Regions from separate parts of the Mus musculus genome. Here regions 1 and 3 are each linked to region 2. The links are chromatin contacts, called in public HiChIP or PLAC-seq maps. All regions are on one chromosome and are shown on one strand. Each heading gives the region's core, a stretch centred on a gene start, on an enhancer-like site or on the middle of the called end of the contact. The rest is flanking DNA. Distances are from core to core; before and after follow the strand shown. Region 1 has its middle 16 kb from the start of Fasl. Region 2 holds the start of Vamp4 (vesicle-associated membrane protein 4). Region 3 has its middle 7.4 kb from the start of Gm31869.

Evidence for each region. HiChIP or PLAC-seq counts read pairs in DNA pulled down with a chosen protein or histone mark.
Region 1: a contact with region 2 is called in an H3K27ac HiChIP or PLAC-seq map of thymic regulatory T cells, with 5 times the contacts expected there. The contact joins the enhancer-like site here to the promoter of Vamp4 in region 2. A contact is called at or near these places in 4 of 39 promoter capture datasets (HPC-7-derived erythroid cells, hippocampal neurons, liver and 1 more) and 3 of 115 datasets of contacts at active chromatin or transcription factors (bone marrow-derived macrophages, stem cell-derived neural progenitor cells and thymic regulatory T cells).
Region 3: a contact with region 2 is called in an H3K27ac HiChIP or PLAC-seq map of thymic regulatory T cells, with 5 times the contacts expected there. The contact joins the enhancer-like site here to the promoter of Vamp4 in region 2. A contact is called at or near these places in 5 of 39 promoter capture datasets (the C10 cell line, the HPC-7 cell line, hippocampal neurons and 2 more), 1 of 484 Hi-C or Micro-C datasets (B cells) and 2 of 115 datasets of contacts at active chromatin or transcription factors (bone marrow-derived macrophages and thymic regulatory T cells).

Annotation. Positions count from the first base shown.
Region 1 is chr1:161,802,674-161,806,339 of GRCm38.p6, reverse strand. No RefSeq gene overlaps it. Among named protein-coding and RNA genes, the nearest start is that of Fasl, 16 kb to the right of the region's middle. Within about 2 kb of position 1,694, at least 50 of the 459 cell types and tissues checked have an H3K27ac peak or open chromatin away from gene starts, as enhancers often do. A contact at or near this core is called in thymic regulatory T cells, where this site is marked.
Region 2 is chr1:162,568,967-162,572,839 of GRCm38.p6, reverse strand. It overlaps Vamp4 (vesicle-associated membrane protein 4), which reads right to left and starts at 2,325. Exons shown (of 8, transcript NM_001356527.1): 1 at 2,060-2,325.
Region 3 is chr1:161,773,064-161,776,687 of GRCm38.p6, reverse strand. No RefSeq gene overlaps it. Among named protein-coding and RNA genes, the nearest start is that of Gm31869, 7.4 kb to the right of the region's middle. Within about 2 kb of position 1,322, at least 22 of the 459 cell types and tissues checked have an H3K27ac peak or open chromatin away from gene starts, as enhancers often do. A contact at or near this core is called in thymic regulatory T cells, where this site is marked.

The sequences.
Region 1 (3,666 bases), core at 445-2,944, 770 kb after region 2:
TCTCCTGTTGGAGTCTCAGGAGCTGGTCACATGACTTGTCTTGCAGTCTTGTCGATTGCACAGGAACCCTTTAGCTTCTGTAAATACTTACTGGAGGCATGGCTCACCAGGAGCTCACTTCAGAGATTCATGATTATGGTGGAATTTTCAAACCTCATGTTCTAAATCCAAGCCTGAAGTTGCAAGCTCTCTTTGTCCACCAGGACTGAGAAAGTGATGCGTGTATAAGGACAACCTGAAGCAAGGTGATCCAGACGAGGGCAGGCGATGGTGACTGGAGAGCACAGGCTATATTCATGAGACATTGGCATCTCATCCCAGGATGTTACCTTCAAGGCTATCAGCTCCATAACACTGCATCCTCAGAATTTTTAAGGGAGACTCATCAATCTAGGTTTTTATATAAAATATTCTAGTTTGGAAATATTGGTCAAACAAAACACCCCACGACTGGAGTATGGGTTGCCAGCTTGTAAACACTGTTTTCCGTGTCCAAAGTTACACAGACACTCAACATAGCACACAAGGCTCCATGTGACCTGTGGCAGCTACCTCACCTGCTCACTCGGGTTCATTCACTCTTCATGTGTACGGATTCTTCCTATGGGACAAGCAATGTTTTAGGTGTGTAGATCCAGCATAGAATAAAACAGTCTTTGCCATCAGAGAGCTTATATTCTACTTAGGGAGACAGCCAACAAAATTACAGTGTCAGATGACACCAAATACCATGGAGAAATTAAGGATGGGCAGGTTCCGGTGTGGTAAATAGCCCAACATTTCTTTCAGCTTTGCCATTCTCTTTGACTACCTTGAATGACCCTTTACTGAAATGACCCTCCAGTAGCTTGACTATCCCATCCACTGAAATTTGTTCTGTCTTCAGCCTCCATCTTGCCAGTGCAGAACTGATGGCCCCCTCTTCTTGCTTCCAAGCGCCTGTTCCTACATATTCCCCATGGATATAACCTTTTTAAAGTGAATGCTTACATTCTATTGTGGTGAGAGAAACTTAAAGGCATCTGCATTTCCTTTTCTGTCATCCTTGATCGAAAGGACATCTTCTTTCTAAAGATGTTCAAGAAGGGAGCTACTTAACTTGGAGAGAAACTCTGCTGAATCGTATTCTTCTTTCATGTCTCTTTCTGTTGTTTCAACACTGCACATTTGGCGATTTGGGAACCCAATGTAGCAGCCACTGTGTATGCCCCTCCTTTTAGGGAAGGTTCTTCGTGAGAGTGAAATCTTATTTCTAGCACATCAGAGGAGCCTACGGTACTGTCACCTGGTTGTGAGATATCAGATGCATGATCATATATATAAACCATGCACACAAACATGTTAAGCATGTGGCCAATTTGTCTAAACATCGGGACTTCATTATGTGCACTTATACCTATCAACTTAGACAAACAGGATGCATTTTTACCGCAACAGGAAAGTATAAAAACTTCTCCCTGTACAGCTCTGTCTCTGTTCAGTGTCTGCCTGCACACTGTGGCTTGGTCTGACTCCGGCTGCCTGTATGGCCACAGGTTAAGCCTCCCTAATAGTCTGAGATGCCTGGGGACTAGCTAGGTGTTCAAGAAGACTGGAGGCTGAGCCTCCGTGGCCTCGTGTGGTGCCACTGCATGGAACAAGATGAAGCTGAATTTCTGTTGTTCTGTGAAGTACGCACATGTTCCACTGTGTGCTGGAACGCTTGAGCGTTTGAACCAGACCACAGAGGGCTGTGGGCAGATATGCCTTTGATCTCTCTCACCCCTGGAAACCTTGACTTTTAAGCTGCTCTGAGTCCCTCTAAAAGAAAGTGGCCAGGCTTGGTTAAATTCTGTTCTAGGACAGCTGTTGCCTCGGGCCACAGTTGCCTGGCTGCCTGGGAAGTCTGTGGCCCGAAAGGGTGGCTGGGAAAGAATTAATGGCCAAAGGTATCTTTATGTGCCTTCCCTTGGGAGAGAAGAGTTGCAGGTAGCACAGCATAGTCAAGTGAGCAGGCCAAGCCAGGCTGTCAGGGATACTCAAATACCACTTACCAGACTTACAACTTCTGTTCAATTTGTTTTTCTTCCTATGGTCTTTTCAATGTATTGAGTCAAAGGTTTGTTGTTGTGGTGGTGGTGGTGGTGGCTGTTTGTTTAAGCTTTTAGAGATGATGATTTTCTGTTTTTGAAACATGGTCTCTCTATGTGATCTTAGCTGTCCTGAAACTCGATACAGGCTGGCCTCAAACTCAGAGATCCTTTGCTTTCCGTGTGCTAGAATTGAAGACATGTGCCACCACACCTGGTGAGATGATGGGTTTTTTTTATTAGGTATTTTCCTCATTTACATTTCCAATGCTATCCCAAAAGTCCCCCATACCCACCCCCCCACTCCCCTACCCACCCACTCCCCCTTTTTTGGCCCTGGCGTTCCCCTGTACTGAGGCATATAACATTTGCAAATCCAATGGGCCTCTCTTTCCAGTGATGGCCGACTAGGCTATCTTTTGATACATATGCAGCTAGAGTCAAGAGCTCCGGGTTACTGGTTAGTTCATAATGTTGTTCCACCTATAGGGTTGCAGATCCCTTTAGCTCCTTGGGTACTTTCTCTAGCTCCTCCATTGGGGGTCCTGTGTTCCATCCAATAGATGACTGTGAGCATCCCTGAGATTCCACCTCACACCAGTCAGAATGGCTAAGATCAAAAATTCAGGTGACAGCAGATGCTAGCGAGGATGTGGAGAAAGAGGAACACTCCTCCATTGTTGGTGGGATTGCAAGCTTGTACAACCACTCTGGAAATCAGTCTGGCAGTTCCTCAGAAAATTGGACATAGTACTACCCGGAGGATCCCGCAATACCTCTTCTGGGCATATATCCAGAAAATGTCCCAACCGGTAAGAAGGACACATGCTCCACTATGTTCAAGCAGCCTTATTTATAATAGCCAGAAGCTGGAAAGAACCCAGATGCCCCTCAACAGAGGAATGGATACAGAAAATGTGGTACATCTACACAATGGAGTACTACTCAGCTATTAAAAAGAATGAATTTATGAAATTCCTAGCCAAATGGATGGACCTGGAGGGCATCATCCTGAGTGAGGTAACACAATCACAAAGGAACTCACAGAATATGTACTCACTGATAAGTGGATATTAGCCCAGAAACTTAGGATGCCCAAGATATAAGATACAATTTGCTAACCGCATGAAACTCAAGAAGAACCAAGACAAAAGTGTGGACACTTTGCCCCTTCTTAGAATTGGGAACAAAACACCCATGGAAGGAGTTACAGAGACAAAATTTAGAGCTGTGACGAAAGGATGGACCATCTAGTGATTGCCATATGCAGGGATCCATCCCATAATCAGCTTCCAAACGCTGACACCATTGCATACACTAGCAAGATTTTGCTGAAAGGACCCAGATATAGCTGTCTCTTGTGAGATGATGTTTTAATAAGTACCATCTCACATATGAACTCTTCCATGAAATGTTTCTTTAGCTCCCAACTTTGCCCAGTCCTCTAGGCTTCAGCCCTTTTCTCTCTAACCTAATACTAGCCTGTTGGTTTCTTAGAGTGTTTTTCTTTTTCCTTTTTTCCACTCAAAGTCTTATAATAATAGTTCCTGGCGCATGGGTACTTCGCAACTTTAACCTGAATCCAAGGATTTGTCCC
Region 2 (3,873 bases), core at 1,076-3,575:
GAGAGAAAATGTGCTTTTTCATACATAAAAACAAAGAAGTTAAACAAAGCAGTGCTCCTTTGCTGTGGAAGCACCCACAGCCTTTTATATGTTAATGTGCACTGTGATTTTTCCAGGGAATACTTGAGTATGCAACATAATCAAATTTTTCTAGGGGAGTGGCTATATGCAAATATACATTTCCAGTATTTTGGAGCAGATGATGACTGACTAAAAAAATCTATAAAAGCCTAAGATGCTTAGTACGTGCTAAACCCATGTATGCATCTTCAGTAACAGAAGCATTCTTAGCATCGAGTTACATAATGCATTTTCTTTTATTCTTGACACTTCTTTCAAGTAAGCATTAAGAAAATTTACTAAGATAACTGTGTTATGTCACACCACTCAAACAGACCAATAAGTGGCTATGCACTATCAGTTTTAATATTTAGTCATTTAGTTGCCATCGTGTTCTAGAACTCTGTTTTAGAAAGGTATCCTTTCTTATAACAACCTATCTTCTATAAAAAACAAACAAACATATTTAAATAATTTAGATATCAGTTTATTGATGGTAAGGCACTAAGAGAAGCCCGAATCAAAGTAATATCATTGAAGTCAGCTTCCTGTTGTTTTTAAACTAACAACTTCACTTATAACATAGCTGCTATCCATCCATGCATGAGTCACAGCCCTGGGGGTCTTTATTCCACATTACTTCCGTTAGAATCATCTGGCCCATTTTATTCCTTACATCTTAATCTCAGAATAAATTTCATGCAGAAATATTACAGAATGCACCGGGAAAAAGTTGATAAGGCAAGAACTGGAGAAAATGAGATTTAAACTGTATCTGGACGATATATTTATATCCTTGACAGCCCAAAAGAAACAACTGGCTGATAACAGATATTGATCTTAGCTAACAGCAAAAGCTGATCTTAGCCAACAGGAGAGAGGGATCAAGCAAATTCACAAAATGTCTTTACACGGTATGACACTAAAACGTAATGAGGAGTAAACCTCTTATTCAAGTTCTAAAATCCAAGCTATCAGTTTGAGGAAGGAAGCAAACTCAGGCTAGACAAATAAACAAACCACCAGCAAATCAGCAGATAGATAAACGAGCTACCCTGGAACTACCCGCAACTAATGATATTTACAGATTAAAAATAAGTAGCGTAAATAAACTGTACTCAGAAATCAGAGTTGACTCCATTCTGCCTACAGTTCCTCCTACCAAAAATATTCTTGTCGTTAACGTGTCTACGTAGTAAGAGTCATCGTGATGTCTTTCCACGTCGTGGATGGAACACCACACGGTTCACTGAAGTGTCAACATCGCACGACTCTTACGTGTACTTCCCCGCTTGCTCAAATCTCTCGTATGCATCTTCTGTAGTACGTTCTCTATTCCGTGGCTTTACATGTAACGCACTTCTAACCTGTTGTTTAATCTACACTGGCTTTTTACCTCGACAAAACAAGCTCTATTTCATTTCGCTAAAAAAGCTCGAATCTGGCTGGGCACGGCTTTCCTTTGCTCAGCCTCCATCCCCCTCGCCAGTTCTTCCTCATTTCTCATCTGCAGTCTCGGCTGGTAACAGTTCCACGCAAATCGTGACTGGAAATCTTACTCGCAAAACCTGTTACGTGTAAGGATTCACCTCCACCCCCGGGTCATTCTAAGCACAGCGGGGATGCGCGCTTTCTCCGAACCCCCGAGGAAGGACCTCAGGCGAGCCTCTCTGGCCAATTCCTCGGCTCCCTTCGCCGCCGCCACCCCAGGCCACGCACCCCGACATCTGCTCGGAACTCTGGCCCCCGACTCCCCGTACAGGTGCCCCCTCGGGAACAGCTCTCCCCCTGGAGGGCAACTCGATCTCAAAGCTCCTCGGCCGCCCCAGCCCCTCCCCAGTCCTCGCGCCCCTTCCTCAGGACACCCCGGGCCCCCGGCCTTCCCCACTCGCGACCCGACCCTCGCGCAGGCCGGTTCCCAGCCCCAGCGGACGTTGGGGGCGGTAGGCAGGGGCGTCGCCTGGCTTCCTGCCTGCTCAGGCGCGCCGGGGCGGGATACCTGCGGTCTCCGATGGGCTCCCGGCAGCAGTCCCTGCTGGCAGCGCAGGGCAGGCGGGGGAGGGAGCGGGAAGCGGAGGAAGAAGGGTGGGAGGGGGAAGGCCGAAGGCGCAGAGCCGCCACCGCTCCGCTCTGCTGCAGCGCCCCCGCTCATCGAGCGACTCGGCGCTCCGCCGCCTGGCGCTGGGCAGAGGGGGCGGGCTCAGGCGAGGGAGATCGAGCCGCTCGGTACTCCGAGTCCTGGAGAGGGCGCAAGGGGGCAGGCTCAGGCAACGGAGATCGAGCGTCTCGGCGCTCCGGGTCTTGTCTTCTGGCGGAGGGGACATGTTCAGGCAATGGAGACCCTGAGCGGGTCGATCGCTTCCGTCTTTCTTGAACCCGGGAGAATCCCCCGGGGTTGTGACGTTCAGATCCGATGGAGGAGCACGTGGGTTGTACATGGGATGAGTAGGGAACGCTGAGAAGTCTTTCAACTGGAGCTGAAAGGGTGACTAGGATGTAGGTCCCGTAGAAGATGCTACTTTGCGGGCTGTCTGAGGGACCTGAGTAAAAGGGGCCGCATGTGATAAAATATCTGTCTGATACCATTTACAAAATTGCTGAGGGTTACTCAGTTTCATTCCTTTTGCTTGTAGCCTAAATGGCAGGATCCAAACATAGGGATTCAGGCGGGAAACCACCCTTACATTGCCATTCTGCCAATAATTCATCTCCTTTACAGTCTCTGCTTGACATATTTATTTAAAGAAGTCTGGCGTTGATAGACTTAGTCCAAAACTGTAGAAATGTGTATTTCTTTTCTTTTTTTTTTTAATTTATCCTCCTCCAAGTCTTTTAAGCTTAATGGTTATTAGTCCTTTGTTAAGAGTTTTTAAACTGTGGGGAAATATATTGCCAGTTATTTGATAGACACAAAAATAAGAAAAGATGCTCAGGGACAAGAAAACAAACCGGAGGAGGAAAATTCCAGGAGAAAGCCCTCTTTCACCCGATCTTTAGTTAGGGTTGCTGTTGGGCTCACTGGTTGAGAGTTTTCTCCTCACAACTTGGCTGACTTGGACTGAAATGGCCTGCCCAGATAGAAGGTATCTTAGTCTGTGTCTCTGGCAGGGCATGGTAGTGAGATTATCACGGAGTCACTAGACAGCCCAGAGGTGGTCTTTTGTTTGTTTGTTTCTATTTATTTAATGTTTTTAAAAGATTTATTATGTGTATGGGTGTTTTTGGCTGCATGCATATATGTGCATACACTACTATGTGTATGCCTGATGCTCTTAAAGATCAGATGAGGACTTCAAATCCCCTGGGACTGGAGTTACAGGCTGTTGCAAGCTGCCATGTGGGTGCTAGGAATTGAACCTGGGTCGTTAACAAGAAGGATAAGTGCCTTTTCTCACTGAGCCGTCTCTCCAGCCCCTTCAGTTGATGATTTTATCCGTATATTTGCTTACTATGCCGAACTTCCTTGCCTTGTTTCCTTAGCTAGTTAATGTCCTTGTCTGTTAACAGCATAAGGAAATACGATAGTAGAGCTACAATGGACATGTCATTCATACATGCCTTATTATTCTTATGAGTAATCTGTTATTTTTCTTTGTATTTAGTCATAATGCCTTAATTTGGCTACTTATTTTGATTGCTTTTGGGCCAGGAACATATGCCCCCACTCTTCTTTAGTAATGTGGGAGAGACCCTTTGACTATCACTAGCATTTGTGAAAACTTAGGAAATGTGATTTCTATGGTCAGCGTGAGTATCTGTCTTATTTAGTGTTCTATTGCTGTGAAGAGACACTGTAACCACAGCAACCTTTAT
Region 3 (3,624 bases), core at 73-2,572, 800 kb after region 2:
GAAAAAAGGAAAGGGATTGAATTCGGGCTGAGAAGGCCTGGGTGAGTTCAGCCACGGCCACTTGCTTAACTCTATGTGACTTTAAGTAAGTCCCACGGACGTTGTGAAATTCCTTTTCTTGGTCCTCTATAGAAATGCTGTTGCTGACATGAAAAGGAATCCTTCAGGCCTTGGAAAGGCTGCTGGAGGAGGAGCTGTGGCGCTGTTGTATTTCTCAGTAAGTTTCCTGATCACCACGCTTAGATAAATTCCTCAACAGGTGAGATGGTTTGGCAGGCAAAGGCACTTGCAAACCTAGTGACCTCAGGTCAATTCTCCAGAAAGCACATAAACGTGGGAAGAGGAAACTGACTCTATTAAGTTGTCTTCTGACCTCCACACATGTGTTGTGACATATGTGCCTATATACACATCATACGTGCACGTGCACACACAAACACACACACAGAGCATGTGCTTATACACACGTGTACAGAGACAACTAAGATTTCTTGCTCATTAATATTTTCATAAGACCCATATAAGAAAATCTCATCAACTATACAAACTACCTGTTATAAGAAACAGACAGAAAAATAATCTTCTGAAGTGTGAAAGTAAAAGAATACTATTTCATATTAACCATAGTCTTTAAAATCATTTTATTATTTGTTTTTACTTTAAGTATGTCATTATACATATAAGAGCAACTGGCTTATTCAGATTCTTTACTCATAATTGAGATATTGGATATCTTATGTGTTCATTATATACAAAGTCTACTATGATTAGCCACATTTTAATTAGCATATAAATAATGGTACTCATAACATATTCATAGATTCATATCATGTACTTCACTTATATTAATTTCCAGTTACCATCTTATGTTCCTCTCTCTCCTTTCCTGCCGGTCCCCTTAGCTCCTTCTGTTTTCTATTCATAAGTGTGTACATATATTTAAGTCTTTGTCCTCAATCTGAAATAAAACATTATAGTTGTCTATTTGACTTTCTGAGTCTGGTTTATTTTGCTTACCATGACAACCTAAAGCTGTATTCCTTTTCCTGCAGATATGATTAGCCATCTTGATGACTGTGTCTTTTCATTCTGAAATACAATTTTAAGAGATGACATTTAAATATTTAATTTCAATAACGGGACATTTAAGCTTAGTGCTACCCTTGATAGCTGCCTCCTTCATTAAACTTGGGATCACTTCAGGAGATGTGAGCTGCCAAGGGGATCCCCCTCTTTCCAGTAGCAGCCTGTCATAGAGGGACTAGAACCTCTTCGTTCTCATGTTGCAGCCCCACTTTCTGTGGGTGAACGAACCACTTCAAAGACTATGTGAAGTTTTGGTAAGAGACACGACGATGGTATCAAGTTTTAAAGTGTTCAAATACGTAAGGCATGCAAGACAAGAACCCTAGCCAATGAGACAACAGCTACTTGTTGGAGTTTCCAAGGCTTTTAATGGCATGGATAGATCTTTTGGGTTTGTTTGTTCTAGAGCTTATCCTCCATCCTGCTCCAACCCAACTCTGTTCTTGCTCCACTTCCAATCTGTAGAAGAAAATGCATACATTTTTTTTTTTTGGAAGGAGGTTCATGGAGCTATAAAGAGACTATCTCTAGCCTCAAGTAAATGGATAATATGCTAGATCTTCCCCAAAGAGATTAAAGTCTAGACTGAAGTGACCTTAGATTCATTGAGAAGAGACAACACTCTTTAGATGGTGAGAAAGAGACAGAGGTGTTAAACAGAACTCTGAAGTGTGAGCTGGAATGGAAGAATTATCTCAACCTCAGCATCCTTTTTGCGTCGTTTAGGTGGCCTTATTCTGGTTTCTACGAAATTCAGAAGACTTCTGCAGAGGTCTGGATAGGGTGATGAAAAGAAGAAACCAGCAAGGCTTGATTCTGCTGAAGCTCCCTTTAGAGTTGTGCTCTTGGGCCTTGTTGCTGACTAGGCTGGCCAGCCAGCTTTTCCAACCTGTCCAATGAATATGAAGATTGCTTCTGTTTCTAGCAGAGAATGTAACCAGGAGTCGAGGTGAGCACACAATAGATCCATGCTTGATTAGGAATGCTTTTTCTGCCTTAAAGCCAAATTTGTGTTTATGGTTCACTGAGTGGTTAAGTAGATCAACTTTTAATTGAAGAGTGATATAACATTTACCACAAGGCTTATTATGGCCCTCAAATCATGATGTATGTACATAGCAAGATTGCATTGCTTCCCTTTAAGCAAGAGTTATAGAAAGTGCCTATATTTAGGTCAGGTCATACCCATAACAACCCCCTTAGCCAAACATTACTGACTCCAGCTTGTGAGAAAGCAGAGAAGTGATAACTTCTCAATGGCCATGGAGTATCAGTTAGAACTCAAGACTAGGCTTGTCAGATCTGAAGACTGTTAGCCACATATCAGTTTGCCTTCTGTCCTCATTATAATTATCAGTATTCAGTTATTTAACGACTATTTGTTAAGTACATGCTAGGAGTCAAGCATTGTTTGGAGGGTGGAATGGCGAACATAATAATGATTATTCTTTTATTAATTTGTATCTTGGGTCCTGGGGAGCAAACCCAGCCCAGTGCATTTGCTAGGCAAGTATTCTTACCACTAAGTACACCCACAAAGTCTCATTCGTTCTTATGAAACTTATCCTTAAATGGGGTTCCAAAGCTGTGTTTTAAAAAAAAAACTAAACAAGAAAATAAACACGTAATCCCAGAAATGGTTAGGCAACAATAAGCTCTATTTTGAGAATTAAAATAGAAATAAACTAACAAGAGACTAGACGATGGCATTAGAGAAAAGACTCTGAAGGAGAAAGATAACGAGGCTGTATGTGAACACAGTCAAAATGAATGATATGGATGCATTTATACAGTTAGTATATGCTAGTGATTATAACAGAGTATCATTTAAAAAGACAGTTCAGGGATGAAGATGTAACTGAGGGGGGAGAATGCTTGCAGGAGTTGCTGTATTCCCTTCCTACCACAATAACAGAGTTATAAGATATCATAAAAAGATAACATAGCAATATAATCACTAGGTAGTGATCATTCTAGAGAGCAGGAACAGCCATTTTTGGACCTGTTTTCTTTTTTTTTTTTTGGCATTTTGGATCAAACAATACATTATGGCGGGGGACTGTACAGCACATGGCAATATGCTTTGTGCTTTGAGGAGCATCCCTGAGGATTAAGTAGCAGTGCTTCCACCTTGTCATTGGGACATCAAACATCTGTCCTGATTTCCAGACTCCCCACTGGAGGTGTCTTTCTCCTCTCTTCTCACTGAAAGCCACTAGATGATGGATCTAAAACAAGAGTGCGCTTCATGTGTAGGGTGAATAGAATAAAGAATGATGTCACTGGACTCCTGGGGATGTCAAGAGATGGATGGTGGAGAAGTAAGCAGGGTTACAGTTGAGCGGGGCTCTGGAAGCTGGGGTGAGAAGTTTCAACTTTATTGATAGGACTAGGGAAAGCTTCAGGAAGAGTCATCGATGTGGAATGGAAGAGAAATGGAAAATGTTGGTACATATTTTGAGAGCGGGGCTTTCATGTCTGATGATTAGGTGTTGGAAAGAAATGAATCAAGGATTACGCCTACCCTTTCTCTGTTTC